2 separate regions of the Ovis aries genome follow, and region 2 is linked to region 1. Evidence: chromatin contacts called from public Hi-C data. All regions are on one chromosome and are shown on one strand. The core of a region is the stretch at or near the end of the contact, and the rest is flanking DNA. Distances in the headings are between cores, read along the strand shown. Region 1 holds the start of DAZL (deleted in azoospermia like). Region 2 overlaps TBC1D5 (TBC1 domain family member 5).

Region 1 (4,933 bases), core at 944-3,443:
GATTCTTCCCGACGCAGGGATCGAGCCCAAGTCTCCCGCATTGTAGACAGACGCTTTACCGTCTAAGCCACCAGGGAAATCAAGCTGCTAAATTAGTAGAGGTGTGCCCAGTTAAAACATCCTGAGACCTTTGAATTATTCAAGAAGTGAGTAAAGATATTTAGTGGCTTGAGACTTTGTTTAAAACTTTGTTAAAAGCTATAAAACAGTATAAAAATCACCTTACAATATACAAGACGGATGACTCCAAATAGAGAAAAAGACACATGCCCCCAAATGCACGCAGCTCACATAGGTGCGCACACACTCGCGCACGCGCACACACACCCTCCAAAAGAAATTTCTTTTGCAAGTTTCTGACGTTTTAATCTTCATTGTCTGCCATTCCTATTCATGGTAGATAGTATAATTTTTCATTCTGAGCTCAACTTTAAAGGGTTCTTTTATCCTGAGAAGCCCTTTCGCCCTTTTGTGGAAGCATCCTTACAGGTTGGTTTTGTTTTTGCCAGGCATTCCAGTTGCACCTCGACTGGGAACTTTTTGCAGGGAGGAGGCAAAAGTTGAAAGGAATTAATTTGTAGGTTTTGAAATCCCAACACCAGCCCAAGTGCTATAAACTCCAAACTCATGAAATGCAGGCTTAGGATTTTTAAATTTCATCAGTTAAATAATTTTCATTTTCATCCAGAAAGAGGACAGCTGCTTGTCTCCTGGGTGTTTTCCATTTGCCCTAGTCTGCCCTTTTCCTGAGTTGATGTCTCTCGTGGCCAACCCCCTTTTGACTGTACTCAGTACCAGCGCAGACCCTGGGCCACTCCACACCCCTACCTCTGCCCCTGCAATTTCAGGCCTCAAGTCACAAAGACCAACGTTTGGCCCACACCTAAGATGACATAACTGTTCTCCACCGCCTCTGACCTGGTTTCCAAGAATGTAGCGGTTTCTCAGTTCCAAAACCAGTAAGGTTCAGGGCAAACCAGCAGATTAATCACTGTACACCCCAGCCCTCACACCCACGGTCAGAGAAGAATCAGTTCAACAACTCACTGCTCTGATTTTCAGTTTATTTTGATTTCTGGCATCTTGGTATTTGCCTTCATTTTTATAAGTTTAGCAGCACATTCAAAATCAGGTTAATTGTTATACTATCCAGTGATGTTAGGTGTTTGTGGTCTGTTTTCTGGTTACTGAAAAGAACATTTTCTTATTTCTCATCGATACAGAAGTGAAATCTGAGGAGAAAAGTCAGGGGTACTCCTTGTGGACACAGCGTGCTAGTTTCCAAAGTTCTGTGCTTTGCTGCCCCAGCTGCCCTGCAGCTCACCCTTGCTCTAGGCCTTGTTACTCTGACCTTGAGGTGGTTTTAGAACTCTCTAGGCAGGCCTGGCTTCTTTCTGTGAGGCCTAGAAGAAAAATTCTCCCCTTCACAATGTGAACTCCCCAAACAAAGGAATGTTTGACTGTTTTGTTCCCTCCTACACCTTGCGTTTCTGGCAACCACAGGCTTTGATGACTGTTTCTTCAAAGAAGGAACATCTTGAACGCCAAGCTGGCCTGCCCTAGCTGGTGTTTCTTCCAATCCAACCCCATCTTCCTCAGAGTTGAAGGGAATTCGCCCAAGTTTTTGTACTTTTGACGCCTCCGTGCCTGTTCTCCATATCCATATTTCTATTTGCTATTTCTGTTGGCGTTTCCATTGATTTTGGTGGCGAGGGTAGGGGTGACCACGATCGGGCTAATCCTGTGCCTTCAGGACGCCATTTTGAAACTAGCGCCTGGACACAGTCAAGTTTGTTTTTAACTTTAGTGTGTATGTGAGTAGGCCTCCTTATTTCAGGCGGGCCTCCACAGCACTTTTGGGGTAACACGCCTTTCGGTGGGTCTGCCAGCCCCCTCATCTGGGGGCGGCGCTTGGGGGGGGGTGGGAGGACGGCCCTCACGCGCCCCCTGCGTACCCCCAGCCTGCGCAGCGTGCTCCACGAGCCTCCCACCCCCCCCCCCCCCCCCCCCCGCCGCCGGGGGGCGCCAGCGCGGCCGCCCATTGGCTGAGGCGCCTCCACGACGGGGCCCCCGCACCTTGCGCAGGAGCCACCTCCCGGCGCCCCGCTGGCCACGCCTCAGTCCGCCGGCGCCCCTCGGCCTCGCCACCCGCCTCTGACTCTCTGCCCGGTGTGCCGCCGCTCCCTGTGCCCAGTCCGGCCGGGCAGCGGGCACGAGCAGACCCAACAGCAGCTCCGAGCGCGGTGCCCGAAGCCAGCCTCTGTTTCGTCCTCGAGCCCCTCTGAGGGAACACTGGCTGTCGCCATCATGGTGAGTGGAGGAGGCCGAGGGGGCTCCTTGGGGTGGCCGGGACGCTGAAGGGGGCCTGGGCCGGGCCCGGCGCGGGGCTGCCGCGCTTGCCTGTCCTGGGGGCCCCGCCTGAGGGCGGGCGAGGCGGCCTGGCGCGGCCTGCGCGGCGCCTCGGGCGGGCGGAGGGGATGAGGCCGGGCTGTCGGAGCGCCGGGGGCCGCTGCCCAGCACGTGCAAGGCCTGTGGCCTTCGGGCCGCAGCCGCCGGGGTGTGGAGGGGCGCCTGGCACCCGGCCGGCCGGACTCCGGGCGGGGCCCGCGCCCCACGCCGCCCCGGAAGGCGCGGTTCCCGCGCTTGCCGAGGCAGGCGGGCGGCCCGGCCTCCGCGAGATGGCGTCGGGCCTGGCGCGGCCCTCGAGGCGCACGCGGGCGGGGCGCCGCGGGCGGGAGGCCCCGAGGCGGGGGCCCCGCGGGCCGGGGCGAGGCCGGGGCGGGGCCCGGGGGCCTGGGCGGGTGTGTCCGTGCGGAGGGTGCGGGCGCCGGGCTGACCTCGTGCTTGTGCGGTGGCGGCCGCCGCGGCGACCTCGGGTGGGGACGCCATCATCTCCTCACGAGGTCGGCGCTGCCCTCGCCTTGGAGCGGCCGCGGAGCGGGGAGCTCGAGGAATTTTTAGCTTGGGAAATACTGTTCCGTTAAAGAAACCAGAAACCCTCCAACAGAGCGTCCCTCGAGTATTAATGCGGTCTGTTGGGTGACATTGACGAGCGTTTTGTCAAATGCATTAGAGTCGATGCCGCCTCGAGGGGCATCTCTTGAGAACCGTTTTGACCAACCATCAAGCCTCCGATGATGTACATAGCATTAAATACTGTAGTGTAGTGTCGCCTGTGGTGTAATAACTAGTATACACTATTTTTAGAAGTAAAGGGAGAAAATTTATATACAATTTATTAGGGCACACAGTTTAAAGTAAAGGTTTACAAGTGTATGCAACTGCTGTTTGTAATAATTGTGTCTTGTACTTATCCACATCAGTAATTACTTAATAAGCTGAGTTACTGTGAATGTTGGGTTTTATCTTTTTTTAAGAAGGCGAGGCGAGAAATGCATACGTATATTGATTTTTTTCTTATATAAAACTAGCATATTAACTCATTAGAAAGTAATCAATGTAAGGAAGCAGAGGTCCACCTTAAACTAGGTATGTAACCACTCTGAAGTTTTGATATATGTCCTTCCAGATTGCTTTCATGTATGTATTGCAAATAGGTGTATTTTATAAAAATTTTACCGTACCATGTAATACTATACTACAACCTGTGTCCTTCACTTAATATAGTGGGCCTTATTCCAAAGAGAAATTTAAAATAATTTTGAATACATAATTTCTTACTTTACCAAAAATTGTATACTTATATATTACCATCACTTATTTTACCAAATTCTCTTATAATGAGTAATTTGTGTGCATTAAAACAATACAATAATGGGTGTCTTTGTGAAAATGTTTTGGCCTGTTTATTAATAGCTTGAAATAAATTGCCAGGAGTAGAATCACTGGTTAAAAGGGTTATGCCCATATTATAACAATTTTGAACTATGATAATTTTTTCCTAGTAACTCTTGGTAAAGGGTATACTAGTATATATTCCCACTGGTGGTGTGTAATATGACCCCCTTTCCACGCACTTCCCAGTGAAAGGTAGTATATGTTTTAAAGTTGCCAGTCTAATTGGAAAATATTCCGCTTGTGTTGATGTACTTTTTTTTATCATTAGTGAAGTTAGGGTTTGTCATTAACGTTTTCCATTTCTCTTTTTGCCATTCTTGATCCACCTTTCTATTTGTATTTGTCTTTTCATGGTGATTTATAAGAACTCTATTAATATTTAACATTTATCATATATAATGGAAAAAATTTATAGCGGTGATAAGGAGAGACCCTTATTTCTAGTTTTAGCATAAATTACTGTCATGTTTTACTTTGAACTTACTGATAATCTAGAATTAGATTGAGAGAAAATAAAGTTTTTTATTTTGAGTTTTTTTTTAATTAAATACTATATTTTATCAAATGATTTTTCTGTGGTGAATTACAGTAACAGATTTCCTAATAACCATACTTGAATTTACAATAAACTGTTCTTAACTGTATATTTTTTTTATGCTGCTAGACTTTCCCATCTCTGTGTTGGGTGCAGGAGTGGACCATCTTAACCAGGTTTGGGGACAGTAGTCATAGCCCATTTTTTTCAAGACTAATGTGTGTTTTTTTATTCTTGCCTTTTTCTTGCTTAGCTTTCCCAGGATTGTATGTTTATTGTTTGGATTCCACCTCCCTCCCCTGAGAGTCTACTCTTGGATTTACATTAAAGGCTTTATTCTGATTTTCATGTACAGTTTCCTTAATAGAATTTCCTTTTCTCTTTAATAACTACTTCCTTCTCTGGATGTAACACTGATGACTGCAAATTATAGACTTTTAGTCTGACCTAGTCAGTATACATAGATTTCAGTTTGCTTGCATGTAGATGTTAATAGTTGAATGAAATGTTGTCAAAGAGCTGACATCCCAGATGCTTTAGGGATGATAAGTTTTATTCCCAGTTTTAGTTATCTTTGTCACTTGGTCATTCATGTAAAAG
Region 2 (4,933 bases), core at 1,653-4,152, 500 kb before region 1:
TATTATTACACTCTTCTCTTTTTAATGTAGAGCTATCACACGTGATTTAAAGAGAAGGAGACTGCAAATCTGTAACATATTGTAAATGTATTTTAATGCCAGGAGACAAGCCCACTTCCAGGATGGAAATGAATGTTATTTTATATATTTCTTAATTGTACTGTTTTATTGTTCTAAACAAATATGACTTCAATATTGCTTTGATAACAAGCCATAGTTAGTAGCGATTCTAACTGATGGCAGTCAAATGAGTCAGAGAATCTCTTAATGCCGCAGCTTAAATTTTCTGAGGAACCAAGCCAAATGACTATAGAAATATAAAGTTGTGTCTCTAAGGAAATGTCAAGTATTAATATCACAGTGAGTGAGAAAGGAAGTACATGAGGACTGAACAATTGATGAAAACTAAGCCCCCAGTTATAAGGAAGCAACAGAGCACTTAAGCAGAGCATTTGGAACAGGAGCATCGCTGGAGCATTCCGTGACCGGTCCCTGTGCGGCACGGAAGCGATCTTGTTTGGCAGCTCTTCGTTTCATTTCTGGTTTATTCTTCTCATGTCAACCTACAGAAAGCTTCTCTACCTTCATATTAAAGATGCTCGGGGCCCCTCCCTGGATGAAGGTTTCAATAAAATAGACCAGAAGGTGAAGAGATCAGTTTGTACTGGTAGAAGTGGGGTAGGTTGATCCTTCACTTGCTCTCCAGTGAACCACAGGCAGAAACCTGAAACTTTCTGACCCTTTTCCCCACCCGGAAATAAGGGTTTGACCTGACCCCTGGGGAGCATGCCAGCTCTGCAAACCTGTGGTTCCTTAGATGAAAGGTGTGTTTGTTAACTCTCCTCCAGCAGCGGTTCTTTCTGCGGGCGTTTCCCGCCAGTGTCCTGCCGCACCCCGATGCTGACCTGAACCTGCTGTGTCCCCTGGCCCGGGAGAGGGTGAGCACAGTGCTGACTCCTTCCCAAGACCCGCGCTGGGACAGGGCTTCTGACTATCTCGGAACAGCCCTGTGCTTCGTGCCTTTTTAGTGCGCTCTGTAGGAAAACTTGAACCTTGTTTCGAAAAGCGGTTGTTTATGCAGCTGAAAACCCTTATGGCTAACCCTTATGTGTTAGTTAACTCCCGATTATCTCTGCTCATATAGAGGAAGAGTTCTGTGAGAAAGCCAGCATTCAAATATCTGTTACTTGAAGTGCATTCTGCCGTGGGTATCTGTGTTGGGGGTGGGGTCCTGAAGGAAGGAGGGAGCACAGATGGTCCTCCAACATTTTCCAGGTGACATCAATATTAAACTTAGCCTCAGTCTCTAAATATGCATTAATCGGTGATCCAGAAGCTGCCGAGTAAAATGAGTAGCAAGCGTGAACTTGGAAATCTTCGAGAGTACAGAACATGAGGCACACTGCTTACCAGTGAATAGAGGCTGAGCTGGATTAGGGAGCTCAGGGCCTGGGGAGTTCCACTGAAAGTTGTTTACCAGTTATTTGGAGTATGTACCTATTTGCAGGTTTTATTTCTGCTATGGGAGAATATAAATGCATGTCCTGTTAATTGATAGGAATGCTCTAATTACAACCCAGTAATGTCAGATGAGCTGTCTGTGCTGTAAATCCTCATTATAGCCAGTGGTCAAGGCACTGAAGGTTGTTATATAATTCAAAAATTGATTTTTTTTTTTACTATTGTATAGGAGCTACAGGGAAAGCAGATCTGTTAATTATGTGTTATCATACATAGAAAATGTGGTGCCTTTTAAGAAGGCTTGTTTTTCAGCTTGTTAATCAAAATAGCACAAGGCTTCAGATGCTGACCAGTCCAGGAGAGGATTCGGTTGACAGTGGCTGTACTTCATGGTGAACTTTGTCATCCAGGAAGGAAATCAAAGACCCCCAAAAATCTTGCTTCTCAATGGTCCTATACCTCAAGTGCTTCTCAGCATTTCCTTTTCCTTTCTTTCCCTTACCCTCCTTTTTCTTTCTATGTTTTTTTAGTTTGAGCACTTCTTTATTTTAAGCATTTACTACAGGTCCAATTTGTAAATGAAATCTTGCCTATAGTAAGTATATCAAGTTTAAAGGGTATGCAGTTCACAGATTTATTTTTACATGTTGACATTTCTAAGTGCATGTGGTAACTTATGAAATCTTTTCAGTACTTAATATGAAATCAGAACTTGTCTAGGTCTTTATCTTATCACTGAAGAAATTGGTTTCAAGTTTCGTTAAAAATAAATTTTGTCTGTTACAGGAGGAAATCGATTTCAAAGGAACATCTTTACTTCTTAATTAAATACATAGATACTTTTGGATAAAGAATTTTTTAAATAAGAAAATATAAAATCATGCTGTCATTTGTAGGACAGTGAAATCTGCTCAGCAGTATCCATTGATGGCTAGTTTACTGTACTTTAGACCTGTAGAAACTTTTTTTCCTCAAGAAAAACAGGCACAAACTTTTAAGGAAACACTGTAAAAATTAGTTCCTTTAAGAAATACTTTATATTAATTTTTCTAAGATTGTGTTATGATTTGATTCACTGTACTTTTAGTAATTAGGTTGATAGGTCAAAGTATTATAGCATTAACTAGGAAAGAAAAGCTAATTTTTTTCCTCTTTATGAAATCTAATTATTTTTTCTTATGAAATCCAGGCGATGTAGTTACAGGAAGCGATGCTCAGGTTTCTGGTCCTGTCCAGACCCTGACCGGCCTCCCAGGTACAGTTACCATGGCAACGCAGTCTCTCTTTGCCTGCAGTCTCACTGCCTCCTCCCAAACTCCATTTTCCTTTTTGCCACCCACCATTCACGCCGTTTACCAGCTCGCTCCATTGTTCAACCACTGAGTGGCACTGTTGTCTAGGACAAAAGTCCCCTCTCCCGTCATACCTTGCTAGCGCCCGAGCTGACTGCAGCCTGGTTCTTAATGTTTCTTTACCTGAGTTTGTACCAGTCTCTTTCCTTGCAGTATGCGGCGCTCTAGATCCTGTGGTTCTTTTAACACCACATTGTAACTGGCAGTTCATGCTGAGGTGTTTTTCAGTTGCAAAGGTGCTCTGTGATAGGATTTGACAGATTGGCTCTGAGGTTAAACACCTTAGATGCTGTGTGTCTGCTTATTATTGTATGTATTAGCCAGAAGCACTTATTATAGTTTACAGAGAAGAATTACAACTTGATTTCAAAATTTGTTTCTAAGTACAGGCTTTGTGTTATGAGTCATTTTAACAGAATTAGAATTCAGCGTGACAAATCTCTATGTATAGTAATTGGCAATGATTTAAAATAAAAAGAATATTTAAATATCATAACCGTGTGTCCAAAATCTAGAAAAAGTTTATTTAAGAAATTTAAAACAATAGTAATCCATATTCAGCACCTCCTATGGAATTTAGAAACATAAATATTTAAAGTTGCTGCATTTATCTTTTATTACAAAATCTTTTAAAATATTCTGTAGAGAGAAAGTCTGTATTAAATGGAAGGCTAGACTAAGAATCCTCCCTTCAAATTCAGACTAGAAAGAGGACAGTATTAATAGAAATTCATAAATGTCTTCCTTAGTTTAAAATACCCGCACAGTAGTCATGCTGCTAGCATTAAGCTGCTGTTCTAATAATGACATGTCTCCGTAATATCTGTGCTTTTTAATAGCGTAACAGAAAATGATATGTCATGGTTAGGACATGAGTGGTGTGTTGACTTAACGTGTTAAACATACCGTGGGACAGAGGGGTGTGATCTTGCTTCTGTATATAGTCCTGCGTTTCCCTGGTAGGGTTTCTGGCTGTGTTCTGGTAATTGACCCGCTGACCTTTAGGGCTTTCGGAGCTCTCAGAGTCTGTGAAAGCTGCCGCTTACTCTGCGCAGTGACCTAAGCAATAACGGGCTGCTGCGGCGTAGCTGGTGCAGGAGGCAGACCAGCGACTCCTCTTTCCCCTCGTCAGGTATTGCAGCTACGTGAATGCTGATGCGATTTCCTGACCCGGTGAGAATTCACAAGACTTAAATTTGTTTCCTTAAAAGTATTTTTTTTTGGCTGTACCACACAACCTGTGGGACCCTAGTGTCTTGGCCAGGGATTGAAGCTGGGCCCACGGCACTGAAAGGCACGCAGTCCTCACCACTGACTGCCGGGGGGCTTGCCCCAGGCAGCTGTCGAGCAGGCGTTCTGCTGTGGCAGGGTTAGTTTGCCGCAGAGTGTGTCTCTGGCTGCGAAAGCCTGATGGGTTTATACCTGTATGGAAAGAGAAAGCTAAAGGCTGCTTCCTGTTCTGACTTCTGCTTCTACGCTCCTGCTCAATCCATGTTTTCCAGTAGACACGTGAACAGCATCCCTTTGTAAACAGACTCTTAAAGAAGGTGATGGCAGCATTTTGTTCAGATGACTTGCATTAGAGAGGTAGAATTGTCTCCCTCCCTCGCCCAGCGAGCACTTGCTGGTTGCCTGCAGTGTGCCGTTGAGGTGAAGTGAAGTGAAGTAAGCTCGCTCAGTCGTGTCCGACTCTTTGCGACCCCGTGGACTATAGCCCACCAGGCTCTTCCATCCATGGGATTTTCCAGGCAAGGATACTGGAGTGGGTTGCCATTTCCTTTTCCAGCAGTGTGCCCTTAGAGAGGTAGGATCGTCTCCCTCGCCCAGCAGGCACGTGCCGGGTGCCTGCAGTGTGCCCTTAGAGAGGTGGGATCGCCTCCCTCCCTCCCTCCCTCCCTCCCTCACGCCCTCCCTGACCATGTGCTGCCTGCAGTGTGCCAGGCTCTGTCTTCACCGGTCCCTGGGCCTCCCTCCCATTTCGCCAAACTGTGTGGGCATCGCGGGTACTTCAGATGACTCGGGCAAGTCCACCTGGTCGAGAGCCAGCTCTTTTTCTGAGCCCCTGTTCCCGACTGCCCTGTCTGCCCTCCCCAGCAGGACTGTATCAGTCTCACAGGGAC

The links. A called contact is a pair of places that touch in the nucleus more often than the background predicts.
Region 2: a Hi-C map of tail adipose tissue shows a contact between it and region 1, with 6 times the contacts expected there. The contact joins the enhancer-like site here to the promoter of DAZL in region 1. A contact is called at or near these places in 7 of 16 Hi-C or Micro-C datasets (blood, hypothalamus, liver and 2 more).

The regions. Positions count from the first base shown.
Region 1 is chr1:274,686,887-274,691,819 of ARS-UI_Ramb_v3.0, reverse strand. It overlaps DAZL (deleted in azoospermia like), which reads left to right and starts at 2,193. Exons shown (of 11, transcript XM_042242847.2): 1 at 2,193-2,310. The coding sequence starts at 2,308.
Region 2 is chr1:275,189,535-275,194,467 of ARS-UI_Ramb_v3.0, reverse strand. All of the region lies in intron 19 of TBC1D5 (TBC1 domain family member 5), which reads left to right. Among named protein-coding and RNA genes, the nearest start is that of TRNAS-GGA, 45 kb to the left of the region's middle. Within about 2 kb of position 2,902, at least 1 of the 54 cell types and tissues checked has an H3K27ac peak or open chromatin away from gene starts, as enhancers often do.